Regions from separate parts of the Sus scrofa genome. Here region 1 is linked to region 2. Evidence: chromatin contacts called from public HiChIP or PLAC-seq data. All regions are on one chromosome and are shown on one strand. The core of a region is the stretch at or near the end of the contact, and the rest is flanking DNA. Distances in the headings are between cores, read along the strand shown. Region 1 holds the start of RASSF8 (ras association domain-containing protein 8). Region 2 overlaps RASSF8 (ras association domain-containing protein 8).

Region 1 (6,285 bases), core at 2,001-4,500, 77 kb after region 2:
ACTGTGTGTGGAGAAGGTCTCTGCAGGGGCAAGGGGATGGTGGCTGGAACTAGGATGGGAACACAGTGCAGACTGAAAATCAGGTTTGAAAGAGAATTTTGCCAGAGAAGTAGACAGGACTTTGTGATAAACTAGTTGGGTGGGGATGTCAGAACAAGAAAGATAGTGGAAGATATTCCAGCCTTCTGGCCTGAGCCACTCAGACATATGAGATGAAAAACAGAGGAAGAACAGTTAGAAAGGTTGAGTAATCAGAGCTCAGTTCTGGAGAAGTAGGAGATGGTGCCATTTACTGGCTAATATGTGCCAGACACTATGTTAGGTGTTCTCCTTGTCACAGCATCGCTTTTTAGTAACAATATCCTCATTTTACAAAAAGCAACCATAGATCACAGAGGCTGAAGTAACATGGCCAAGCTCTCTCAGCTGGGAGTGAGACAAAGTCACACTTGCCACCTGAGTCTGGCTGGTTGGCTGTGGAGGATAAGCATTCTTTCCACTAAACAGAGTTCTTGGAAACTATTTCTACACTTTGGATTTTGAAATCTATTTAGGACTGGAGCAAGATATCATCCAAGGAGAGTAAACAGGTGATACATTATTTTTTAAATCCAAATCCTCAGAGTTATGATGCATAATGTTTTCCTATCCCACACCCATTCCCACTCCACTTCTACCTGCAAAGAGTTTTGCAATGTTGTGAACACTAGCCAGATACCTAGGACTTAGTGTTTTATAATAAATGAGCAAAGCCATGCCAGGAATCAAGCATAATGAAAAGAGCAACAATATCAACACCAAAGTATATTTTTCCTCTCAAGCCATTACATACATCAACATAAGACAGGATCAATTAGTAAGAAACTCTGAAAAACTCATCATTTCTCAAAATAACCAAGGCATTCAAATTAAAAATTAATGCAAGCCACCCAGTATAGAAGATACAAAAGCTAAGCATTGAGATTCACATTAACAAAAATGGACTAGGAGTTTGGGGTTAGTAGGTGGTTCAAACTATTACATTTGGAATGGACGGGCAATGAGGTCCTACTGTATAGCACAGGGAACTATGTCCGATGTCTTGGAACAGAACATGATGGGGGATGATATGAGAAAAAGAATATATATATACACACACACACACACACACACGTATATGTATGACTGGGTCGCTTTGCTACATAGCAGAAATTGAGACAACACTGTAAATCAACTATAATTTTTTTAAAAAGTAAAAAAAAAATGACACTTTAAAAATATTAGGCAAAAAGAAATCATACCACAACCTAATAGAATTTATTTTTTATGATTTTTTCCATTATAGTTGATTCTAATAGAATTTAAAATCTGCAATTGCCAAATATCTCGACCAAATGCCAAATTTAGGAAACATGCACCTTAAAAACAACTTAAACATTCCTCTTTTTACTGCTTTCCCTTGCAGCATGCTGACAGTTCAGCAAACTGAAATGCCTTTCCTCTCTGCAGAGTCCCATGATTTCCTCCCTCTCTGAGCTCTTTGATGCCCTCCTCAGCTATTGAAGCCTCGGAATCAGGCTTTATCAATGACCCTAGAAAGAATTCAATGCATTACTACCAAACGTGTCTATTATTGAGAGTATCAGCTAGAGACTCTTAAAAGGAGAGAAAATGAGGAAGGGGAGATTTTTGAAAGGATTTACCATCTACATTACAAATTATATTTATGTTGGGTCTTGATCCTTCAAAAGAACAATCATCAAGTTATGCTCAGTCTTCTTTAAGTGGGGTGTGGTCACATGTAATGTTTATAGTTTGGGGAGAGTTCCCCATGAGGATAAATAGAATTAAAAGTACAATTAATATGCCAGCTAAAAGATAAAACCTCACACAAGCCACCTTTCAAAATGACAGTGCTCAGTCCTGCCTCCTGGTTCCTGCCTCCACTCAGCACCTCTCCCTGCAGAGGGCTAGGTGGCATTCACTACCGCCTCACCCAGGCAAAGAAGAGGATGCTGATAATACATTAAGTCTTCCCATTTTTTCTGTTCTTTCGCACGAAAACCAACTCCTGGCAACCCAACGATGAAAGACTTAAGAGAAAAGAAAAAATTTTTAAAAAGACTACCTGGGGCCTCCTACCAGAATGGGTAGTTAATTCAACCGACAGAAAAATCGGAGATCGATACATATTTAAAGGTGCTTCCTGCGAACAAAACATATCTAATGAAGAACTGCTGAACCACATTATACTAGAAAATCCCTAAAATGTTGGTCCTCGCTGGCACCAGGCTGGAGGAATTTTTTCAACGCAATGCTTTGATGTACTGACAGGCTAACATCCCGGGTTGAAAACCAGCTATGAAACGTGCCCTGCATCTATTTCCCGTCTAAATGCCTAAAGATCTGACCCGCAATTATACCCAAAGCTTGCCCTGCACTGGATGCCATCTGATGCTGAGAAAGTAGTGGTTTAGCAACACCAGGCGGCTCTATTATGTTAAAATAACAACGCAACACTCGATTACGAACCCAGGTACTCGGCGCGTAAGCCCTGTGCCACACGAGGACCCACATTCAAAGCTCAGGGCCCTTCAGGTTCAATCTTTTTCAGCTTTCTGGGCCGTATCCTCTCTAAGTTTCCAGTTTGCAAGACGGAATTACTTTGAAAGTCTTCTGCACTCCCCTCCCCAGACGGGTTGGCGGCACGGGGGAATAGGGACGGAGGATGGTTAATCGTTCAAACATTTTAAAAACCGGTAAACCAATCATTTTTTTCAAAGGAGAAAATAAGCTTTCACCAAACCGCCGCTCGGCAAGCAAGCATCCGATTTCCATTTGGAGAGAAAAATATTAAAGAAGCCAGACGTACATTTCCCTTCCCAACAAAAGTGGCCTCTAAACTCCCCGGCCAAGGGCAATGGGAGGAAACAGACTGGGAACAAGCTCGTAGTCTCAGTCAGGCGCGCGTGTGCGGCGGGGAGAACGCGCAAAGGGGAGACAGCGGGGAAAAGGTGAACCGGAGGAAGCGGGAGCCCGCGGCGAGGGCAGATGGGGCGAAGAAACCAGAGGTGCGGAGAGAGGGGCGGGGAAGGGGGGAGCCCGGAGGCTCCAGGGGAAGGAGGGAGGGGTCCCGAAAGCTGCCCGGAGATCGCGGCCGCCGAGTAAAGTTAATACTTACTCAGTTTCGCAACTGCGCCGCCCCCGCAGGCCGCCTCGCGGGGCCCGCCGGAGCGCTGGGGACGCGGCGGCGCCCGGAGCCCGGCGGCCGCCCAGCGCCCGTCCCCGGCGGCGCAGCCCCGCGAGCCTCGCTCCCCTGCGCTACGCGGGCCGCGCGCCCCGCACCGGCGGGAGGCCCCGGCTCCCTGGTGCTCCCTGTCCGCTCACCTCCCGCCTGGCGCTAGGTGAGCGCGGACGCCTCGGGCGGGGGTACAGGGGTGGGCGAGCGCGCAGGCAGCCGCGGCGCAGCCGGCGGGAGCAGCCCCCAGAGCCGAGCCAGTGCGGGGGGCGAGCGGGCAGGCGAGGCTCGACGAGGAGCGGGACTCCGGGCGCTGTACGGGGCGGCAGGCGAGCGCAGGCGGCGGACTCGGCGGCTGGCTCGCTCCCGCGGCCGGTGCCTCTGGGCAAGGGGGCCGGGCCGGGGGCCGGGCCGGGCCGAGCGGCCAGGCGGCTCCGCCCCTTTGTCGGGCCGCGGGCTGAGCGCGCGAGAGCGGCGGCGCGGGGGCGCCCCCCTCGGCCGGGTGCTCGGGTTACAGCCGCCGCTCCCCGACTCCCCCGCCCTCTCCTCGCCGGTTCGCCGGCGCCGGGAGAGACCTTGTAACGGAACTGGGACGCCAGCGCTGCATTGTGGGAGCTTTTAAAGCGGCGGTGAGCGCTGCGAGGCCGCTCGGGCCCACGGTCCCCCGCTCCGCCGGGTCGGCGGAGGCCAGTGGACCTGAAAGCTAGAAACGGTGAGATGACCGGTACTTCACTGACGCTCACGGAGTAAAATCTTCCATAGCCCCGGGGTGAGACTTGCAAAACTGCCTTTCACTGTCACCCCAGCAAGGAGGAGGCTTTTTCCACAGACGCTTAAAAAAAAAAAAAAGAAAAGGCCCTTCCATCCCCTCAGGACTGGGTTTGAATTGCTTTTCATCTGGAGTGGCAATGATTCAGCGACCCCCTTCTCAGCAGCAGGCAATGACAGAGACAGGAGACGAAAAACACAGCGAGTGAATCAGACGTGAGTAACCAAGTTTAGAAAGAGCTGGGCTCAGATTCAGAAAACCGCTCCCCCCCCCCACCTCGCCCCCCGCGCAAATATAGCAAATAGTCAAGGAAAGCTGTGCTTTCTTATGGAAACGCAGATGTGTGTGTTGTTCTTGTTATTCACCTTTTTTTATGACATGCAGTACTCTAGTCACTGGACAACATCCAGTCTTTGGTCCAGACTTTTGCTCACACATGCCCACAACGCAAGAACAGCAATCAGTTTGGAGGAAGAGGGGCTGAGGAGATTCAAAGAAGCATTCCAGTTATAAGATGTCCCTTTTGATTCTCCAGACACTCGTTTTTGGGTTTCTGGTGTTGGGTGTTTTTGCTTTTTTTTTTTTTTTTTTTTTTTTTTTTTTTTTTTTTTTTTTAAATCAAGACAGGGATATTAAATTTGAAGCACAACTTGTTACCGCTTGTCCTATTCAGGGCTTGATTTGTTTGGAGTTTGGATTTGTAGGCCTTTGGTTTCTTCCTCTTGTTTTTTGACCTTAGTTATTGCACAGCTCTTTAGTTCCTCTACCTCAGAGGTGAACTGAGGAGACAGATGTTAAGATTCAAATTTGGCTTGCCAACATTTGGAGAATTGAGGGACAAGAAGCATTCTCTATGATTCAAATGTAAAACCCCGTGGAAACTTTTAAAGATGACCTAGAGCACAGATCCTCAGAGATTTCCAGCCTTAAGGTTAACGTTTCCTCAGCTCTCATTCTTTCGTCAACCTTTCACTCCAGTGAACAGCATCAGTCACCACCTAATTGCCAGATCTAATGGAAAAATTCAATCTCCCTCTTGTCGTGCATGCCCTTGGTGGCACTTGCCCATGTTGACCTTGCCTTCCTTTTTAGGACTTTCCTCCCTTTTTTGGCTGTGATCATCATCCCCCTTTTATGGCAGTCTTGAAACAGAGGAGATAACAGGCAAGACTGTGGCTATTGTTAACTAGGACTCAGGATCTTACCAAGTAGAAGAACTTTAATCTATTGGTTTCTATTGGTCACCAGGCAGGTCCTGACCTCAATTTTATCATGCATCTAGAGGTGAACCAGTTGATGACTCATTATAACCAACTTTCATGTGACCAGCATTTAAATCAGGATGAGACTTGCTATGACTAAATAACTGTCCACTTTTTAGGAGAAGTGCTTACTAGGATCCTGGTACCCAGTGAGGTATCCCTACCTTCAAATCAGGGTGTGCCTTGCTGGTGGCTGCAGAAGTTGGTGAATATACCTCTGTCCTGCCTGGGTAAACCCAGAAGAATCTCTTCCCCACCTCAGCCCCATGTGGTTAATGCATTCTTTCTTCAGCCTATAGTTCAATTTGTTTTGAGCTTTCTTAGCTATAATCACATCTCTGCTAAGCCTTCCTAGGATCACACCAAATGTCCTTAGCAGGATTTGTAAACAACCCTATTTCTGGTTTCTAATTATATTCCCTGCAAGTAACGTAACTAGAAAGGGTGAGTATTCATGCACTTCAAGCCCTTTGACATAATCAGATTTGATTTTCAAGAAAAGAATCTGAAAGGAGAGATTAAGAAAAGAGGAAAATTTCAATGGGGAGAGATATATGTGGAGAGCAGAGGGCATGAACACACGGGGCCAACACCTAGAAGTATACTGTATGTGTTATTAGTTTAGGAGCTAAACCACAAATATATTAGTTACCACAAACTTGGTAGCTAAAAACAAGAATGTGTTATCTTACGATTCTAGAGGTCAGATATCTTAAAATCAAGGTGTGGGTTGTGTTCCTGTTGGAGGCTCTAGGGGAAAATCCATTTCCTTGCCTTTTCCAGCTTCTAGCCACTACCTGCATTCCTTGGCTTGTGGCTACTTCCATCTTCAAGGATAGCATCTTCAAATCTGTGTGTGTGTGTGTGAGAGAGAGAGAGAGACTTCTGCTTCATGGTTAGGGGGAAATTTTCTCTAAGCTAGGCAAACAGAAAAGGAGTTGATGTAGATCCATTTCTAGCCATGTATGTTATGAACTAATGTGAATTATTTGCCAGAAGAGGGACAATGTCTTCATTACTAGTCATATCATCATTGG
Region 2 (5,765 bases), core at 2,619-5,118:
TGGAAGACGACATGGATATCATCAGTTACTAGTGCTGTTTGCAGACCATGAAATTTTCCACACAGATAATACGTGACAGTTTGAGAAACATCACATCTCCAAGGTAACACTTTCTGTTTTCTACCCAGAAAATTTCAAATAGTGTTGATAGGTGTTAGATAAGGTATAAAGTTAGGCAAAGCAGTTCTCACTATTATTTTTTAACACCCCCTCCAACCACCCACAACAAAGCAAAACACCGAAACAGCTGGTTAAGTGATCCACTCAAGAGTTAAAAGAAGTAAGAACTCAGGTCTCTAATCTCCAGTCCTCAAGAGGAATCTACCATAAGACTCTAGCCACTCAGACCCCTCCCCTAACATCGCCCATTGTAACATTATCACAAGGGAAGCACAAGCGGCAGATGAACAACGAGGAGGACACTTTACTCCCGCCTAAGCAAAACCAAGGAATGGAGACGGTCCTACCCACTTAGCAAAGCTAATTCTTCTGGAAATGCTGTGGAAGTCTCCTCCTTGACCTTCTGAGCCTGACCCTGAGCAGTACACTCAATGTCACAGGGACTCATGGTCCCCATTCAATCAATCACGAGGAACACCCATCAAGTCCCCTTGGCCCCCTGTGAGTCTAATGCCGGATGTGGTGAGTGCCCTTAAGTAGTTTCTGAAAGAAAAGACAACTCAGAAACAAACTTTAAGAATATAAACATTTTCTAAGAAAAAAAGAAAAGCCCTACAATTTTGTAGGAAGAATAAACATCTGTGACTGTTCCACAAATCCCTAAGTAGAAAAGGCTGACAGAGACCTGAGTGATAGGAAGGATTTGTCTTTGAAAACAAAGGAGTAATTTATCAGGCCAATAAATTCATTGTGAAGACACTAAAGTCAAATTAAATAAAACCAACAAGAGACAAAGCAATGTCCCAGTTTTGTGAACTGGGAGTTGAGGCTTCACTGAACACTAATTATACCCAGTTAGAAATGAAGCAAATTAAAAACGCTTCCTTTTAAAAGGTGGGTTTTAAAAAAAAAATTTTTTTTTAAACAAGAACCTTTTAAAGAACAAAGCATTCGGAATTATTGTCCCAAATTAATCTTAGGAATTAAAAGCAGGTTATACAAGTAATTTTTTTTTTCCTAACATGCCCTGGTAACAATGATGAATGTGTATGTTGAAGATACATTTAAAAGCCCAATATCTAGTCTTATGGTTTTGGGCTTTCCAACATGCCTCAGAAGCTGGGGTTCCAAACACAAAGTATAAAACACAAAAATTATGCAGGATCTGGGGCACTTATAATTAACTGAGAATGTAAAATACTTACAGGAAATTGCCAAAACCTCATACTTCAGCTTATTTGTCTTTGTGTCCTTCATTGCATTTTTTTTTTTTTTAGCTTCTAGTTATTCTATTTCCAAGGGGACTTAGCATGTTTTCCTTTGACACTTTGATCTTGAAACAAAGCTTCACTTCAAGAATAAAAGTATAAAACCATAAGTAGGAAAGAAGAACAAACTATTTTACTACAGTGCCATTAGTTCATCCCAAGCACATATGCTACATATGACCTAATTACAGACCATCTCTACCTGGAAGCAGGTAGGCTAGAAAGGAAGTATCCCAAAGAGGAGGTGAATTCATAAATATACACACATCACATGCACTCAAATTCAGGCCAAGATTCAAGCTAGGCTTCGTTTAATACATATCTGCTTCTTTCTCTCTTTGAAAAACTTTAAATTGTTTCACACTCATATTGGGGGAGCCATTACTTTCCTTTAGTTGCTAACTCTTGGGAAACAAGCACACCATAGAGACCTTTAGAGGCAGCTCTTGATTTCAGACGCAGCCACTGCTCTGAAGCTCTTTGCCCTGCCTCCTGTTTCCTATCTCTTAATGTGTGTTCATGAACTTGTGTATGCACAGCCCCTCACCCTCCACTCCCCACAGCTGTAGAGACTGTTATGGAGGTCTAGCAGCCACACAAAGCTGTCCATGCTATGAAACAAATTTGCTTTTGATAACAACTACCCAAATTTACTGTGGTAAACTTGTTATTTCAACGCTAATCTGATTGCTGGTTATAAAAATCCGATAGAAAGAAAACCAAGACATTTATTAATGAAATACAACTTGGGGATGTTTTAAAAAGGGATGAAGATTCTGACAACAACTATAAGTAACAGGATCTTGGTAGAAAAAAATTATAAACTCTACCCTATTTCCCAAACTACCCCCCAAAGTATACAAAAATACCAAAATGATACAAAATAACTTATACGAAATTTTAAGTGTACTTTTAAAGAGTTCACATTTTCAAGAGCATACCAAAGAGGGTAGGGAGTGGCGGTTGGTGGTGGTACTGACTCACCAAAGTGAGGAAGAGTGTTGCATCACTGATGTTCAGAATCTCTGGAACATGGTGATGATAAAAGGAAGATGGGCTGTTAGGAATCTTAGTTTTACTATTGTTTCTAAATTCTCTAGACAATGCCCCTTATTGCCGGCACCGGGACAACTGCTTCCTACTGCTCTGCCCTTGGTGACCACTATTTAAATGGTGTCCAAATTCATTCTTGATGGGTATAAAGCCATAATGTCACCATGCAAACTACTTCATACCATTAAAAAGGGGATTTAAAAAAGATTATTAGACAAGTAAATGATGTTAGTAGAAAAATAAAACTCCAAGATGTACAGGGAAAAAAACCCTCAATTTCTGATCAATTAGATACTACTCAACCACACACATACAAAGTTGTTTTTTTTGTTGTTTTTTTTTTTTTAATAAAAAGACTCAAGTTAGCAATCTTCTGGGCTATATTAAATACTAGTTTCACAGTCATGTTGGCTCTTTTAAAATAAAAATGAAATTAAGAATTCCTTACACTAAAAAAGTTGTTCTAAATAGCTTATTTAAATTTCTAAAATATAATAAATACTGAAATAAGTATCAAAGTTTCCAAGAACAACTGAACTTAAATTTTTACTGAGTAATTTTGCATTTATTCTTCAGTTACAATTTTCCACTTCAGAGAAGTCATTGTCAAAAGGTCTGAGATGAATCTATAAACTGAGTCACAGACTCCCTCCTGACATGCAATCACAGAGGTCTGATCCACCAAGAATATTCAGACTGTTTCTACCACCACTGATCTAAAATTTCATTAAGTCAGTTGTTTCTGATTCTTGTCAGAATGTGGGTACAGAAGCAAGAAGAAAGAAACACCATGGAAACCAGAGAAACCTTTTAATGAGATATCCGACACTACTCATGTTAAATGAAAATATACAAATTGGCACCAACTTTCTTCACATTCTGCTCTTTTCCACATTAAATTAAATTGAGAGGTTGAAAAGGTTTCTTGCCTTTGTTTCCTTTCTATTTCACCTTGCTGCCTATTAAATGAAGGGAATTTAACCAACTCTAAGGAAATGCGCTAGGTTACACTGAATTCCCTATTTCCTGCTTAGTCTGCTTCAGTCTGTGGTACTTTAGAGCAATATTTAGAACTCACTGAAACATGGGATGTTACATCACCAGACTTAACTGCTTTTTGTTTTAGGATGGTCTCCCATCTACCTTACGCCACAGGACAGGCACATAGCTTCCAAGAACATGGTGGCCTTTGGCTGGGATAGAAGGGAGACGTGTCCATAAGAGCAGGAAGAAAGAGCCCCATGCCCTACCTAGAATTTTTATCACTCTTACCATTTCAAAAATTAAAATCTTTTAAAGTGGAAATGATCAAACAAATAATCTTCTTAAAAGTTACTCATTATTCTTCTCTGATAGGCTAAGCAACTCCTTGTCCTCTAGCATTTACTGTCTGTATTTCAAAATCAGGGAACTCTGCAAAACTTCCTGCTTTCTACTTCCTTATTAAAATGCAGAGCGGAAGTGGAGGGGAAATCAAACAAGGGTAGGATACAGTCCAAACACAGCAAAATTATTTATTATATCTTTTCTATGTAATGAACCCATTAAAACTTGTGATACTGGATAAAGAATTGTTTTAAAGTCCAACTAAAATAAAGCAGATTCACCAACAAGCTGTAGAGTTCTAATTGGTTTGCTGTAGACTGCTTTTACTTTTCTAGGGACTTTCTATTTATTGCAAGAGTTTGATTTTAATTTTTATCTGCATTAGTCTCCATGACCTTTATCCTATTTTTGAGATTTATGAAGATTACTCCAGTGTCTCTCCATAAATTTGAATGGGCATTTTTCCAATTGTCCAATAACACTGGTAAAAATTATTAACTCCCAGAAGCAAGGTTAATGAACTTCTTCTCTAGGCTGTACTAAGGCACTGACCCCTCTTGTGTGGGCATGACTATCTAGCCAGTTTTACTCTTGCTTAATGAAGTTGTATGGCTTAATCAGAGTCCATCCCTACCTTCAAAGTTGGCTAAGAAGAGTATCACCTGGGCTAGAAAAAGAGCTTATTCATATATTTAACATGTCTTTTAAAAAATAAATAAATGTTTATGGGAGGGGAAAAAAAAACAGAAAACACTGAAAAGATGAAAGCATAAAGCCATCCACACCTCATTCCTCTGAGATCAGGGCTCAAACTCAGTCTAAACAGCAGATACAATGACAATCTCTTCATCTTAGCTTTTTCTCAGGGAAAATGCATCCAAAAGCAACCTAGTTCATGTTTTCATTGATTCCTTCATTCATTTGCTATTCATGTATATCTGGGTCTCTACTGCTCAAATCTATGAATGTTCCTCACTGACTTTAGGATAAAGTCCATGTTCCCACCTCGATGCAGCCCCTTCCTCAACTACACTTCCCCTTCGTGAGGCAGCCATATCTCCCTTCGCCTCCCTGCCCCAGGAATGTTCTCTCTGCTTAAAACATCTTCCTTCTTACCCACCTCTTTGGGTGAGCCCCAGGAACCCTGCTGGATGAGATGGTGGTAGCAAGGAGCCACCAGCAGTTGCCAAGAGCTTTCTCTATGCCAGGCACACATGCTAACTCAAAATGAACCACTGAAGAAATACTGCTATCATTTCCATTTTACAAATGAGGATGTAGAGGCTATAAAAGGTTAACTGACACAAAATGGCTAGTACAAGATTGAACTAAGATTTGAACTGAGTCTGACTCTAGTCCTTGTTATTAGCAGCAAACCTCACAGAGACCAAGCAGGTTTGCATATTAAATACAAAAAAACAGTTTTCACCTCCACAAAGAAATATGCTTAAAACAAACTAACTCATGGCTCTTTATTCTCTTTATAAGGATGAGTAATATTCACTTTCATTTTGCGTCTATCATAAAAAAACCCAACAGCCCATGATGTAATTAATTTCCTCTCTAAAAATCTGGATAATTAATGCCATTTTTCCAGAGAAACCATTCATATTCTAGAACATTTTAATGTGCTTTAGGATGAGAGATAATAACTTACTAAAAGTATACCTTAACTGAAGAGTGAATATATTGGAAAAATATAAAACTATATGGAAAAGTTCACTATTCTTGTCATTTATGCTGTAAACCAAAAAAATGCTATAAACAACTTATCTTTCTATTGCAACCTGAAGATCACAATTTTACATAGAGCTTCATTATTTACAAAATTCTTTTGATCAAAGGAGCTCCAACATACACAGCCTGAGAGCTGAACCACAGTTTGGGTAAAAACATGATCTCTAACTGATTCCGTTCTGTCTCACTGTGGAGCAGTCAGCAATGTTTAACCTGTCCTTATTTTTACTTTAGAGGAAAAGTCATGTTTCAAGGATGGTG

The links. HiChIP or PLAC-seq counts read pairs in DNA pulled down with a chosen protein or histone mark.
Region 1: an H3K27ac HiChIP or PLAC-seq map of alveolar macrophages shows a contact between it and region 2. The contact joins the promoter of RASSF8 here to the enhancer-like site in region 2. A contact is called at or near these places in 1 of 5 promoter capture datasets (liver), 20 of 47 Hi-C or Micro-C datasets (alveolar macrophages, embryonic fibroblasts, epiblast stem cells and 10 more) and 2 of 2 datasets of contacts at active chromatin or transcription factors (alveolar macrophages and skeletal muscle).

The regions. Positions count from the first base shown.
Region 1 is chr5:47,844,220-47,850,504 of Sscrofa11.1, forward strand. RASSF8 (ras association domain-containing protein 8) reads right to left here and starts at 3,251. Exons shown (of 6, transcript XM_005653134.3): 1 at 3,161-3,251. It overlaps LMNTD1 (lamin tail domain-containing protein 1), which reads left to right and starts at 4,080. Exons shown (of 18, transcript XR_002344073.1): 1 at 4,080-4,201.
Region 2 is chr5:47,766,478-47,772,242 of Sscrofa11.1, forward strand. The region is part of intron 2 of RASSF8 (ras association domain-containing protein 8); the gene reads right to left. Among named protein-coding and RNA genes, the nearest start is that of RASSF8, 78 kb to the right of the region's middle. Within about 2 kb of position 3,869, at least 3 of the 83 cell types and tissues checked have an H3K27ac peak or open chromatin away from gene starts, as enhancers often do. A contact at or near this core is called in alveolar macrophages and omental adipose tissue, where this site is marked.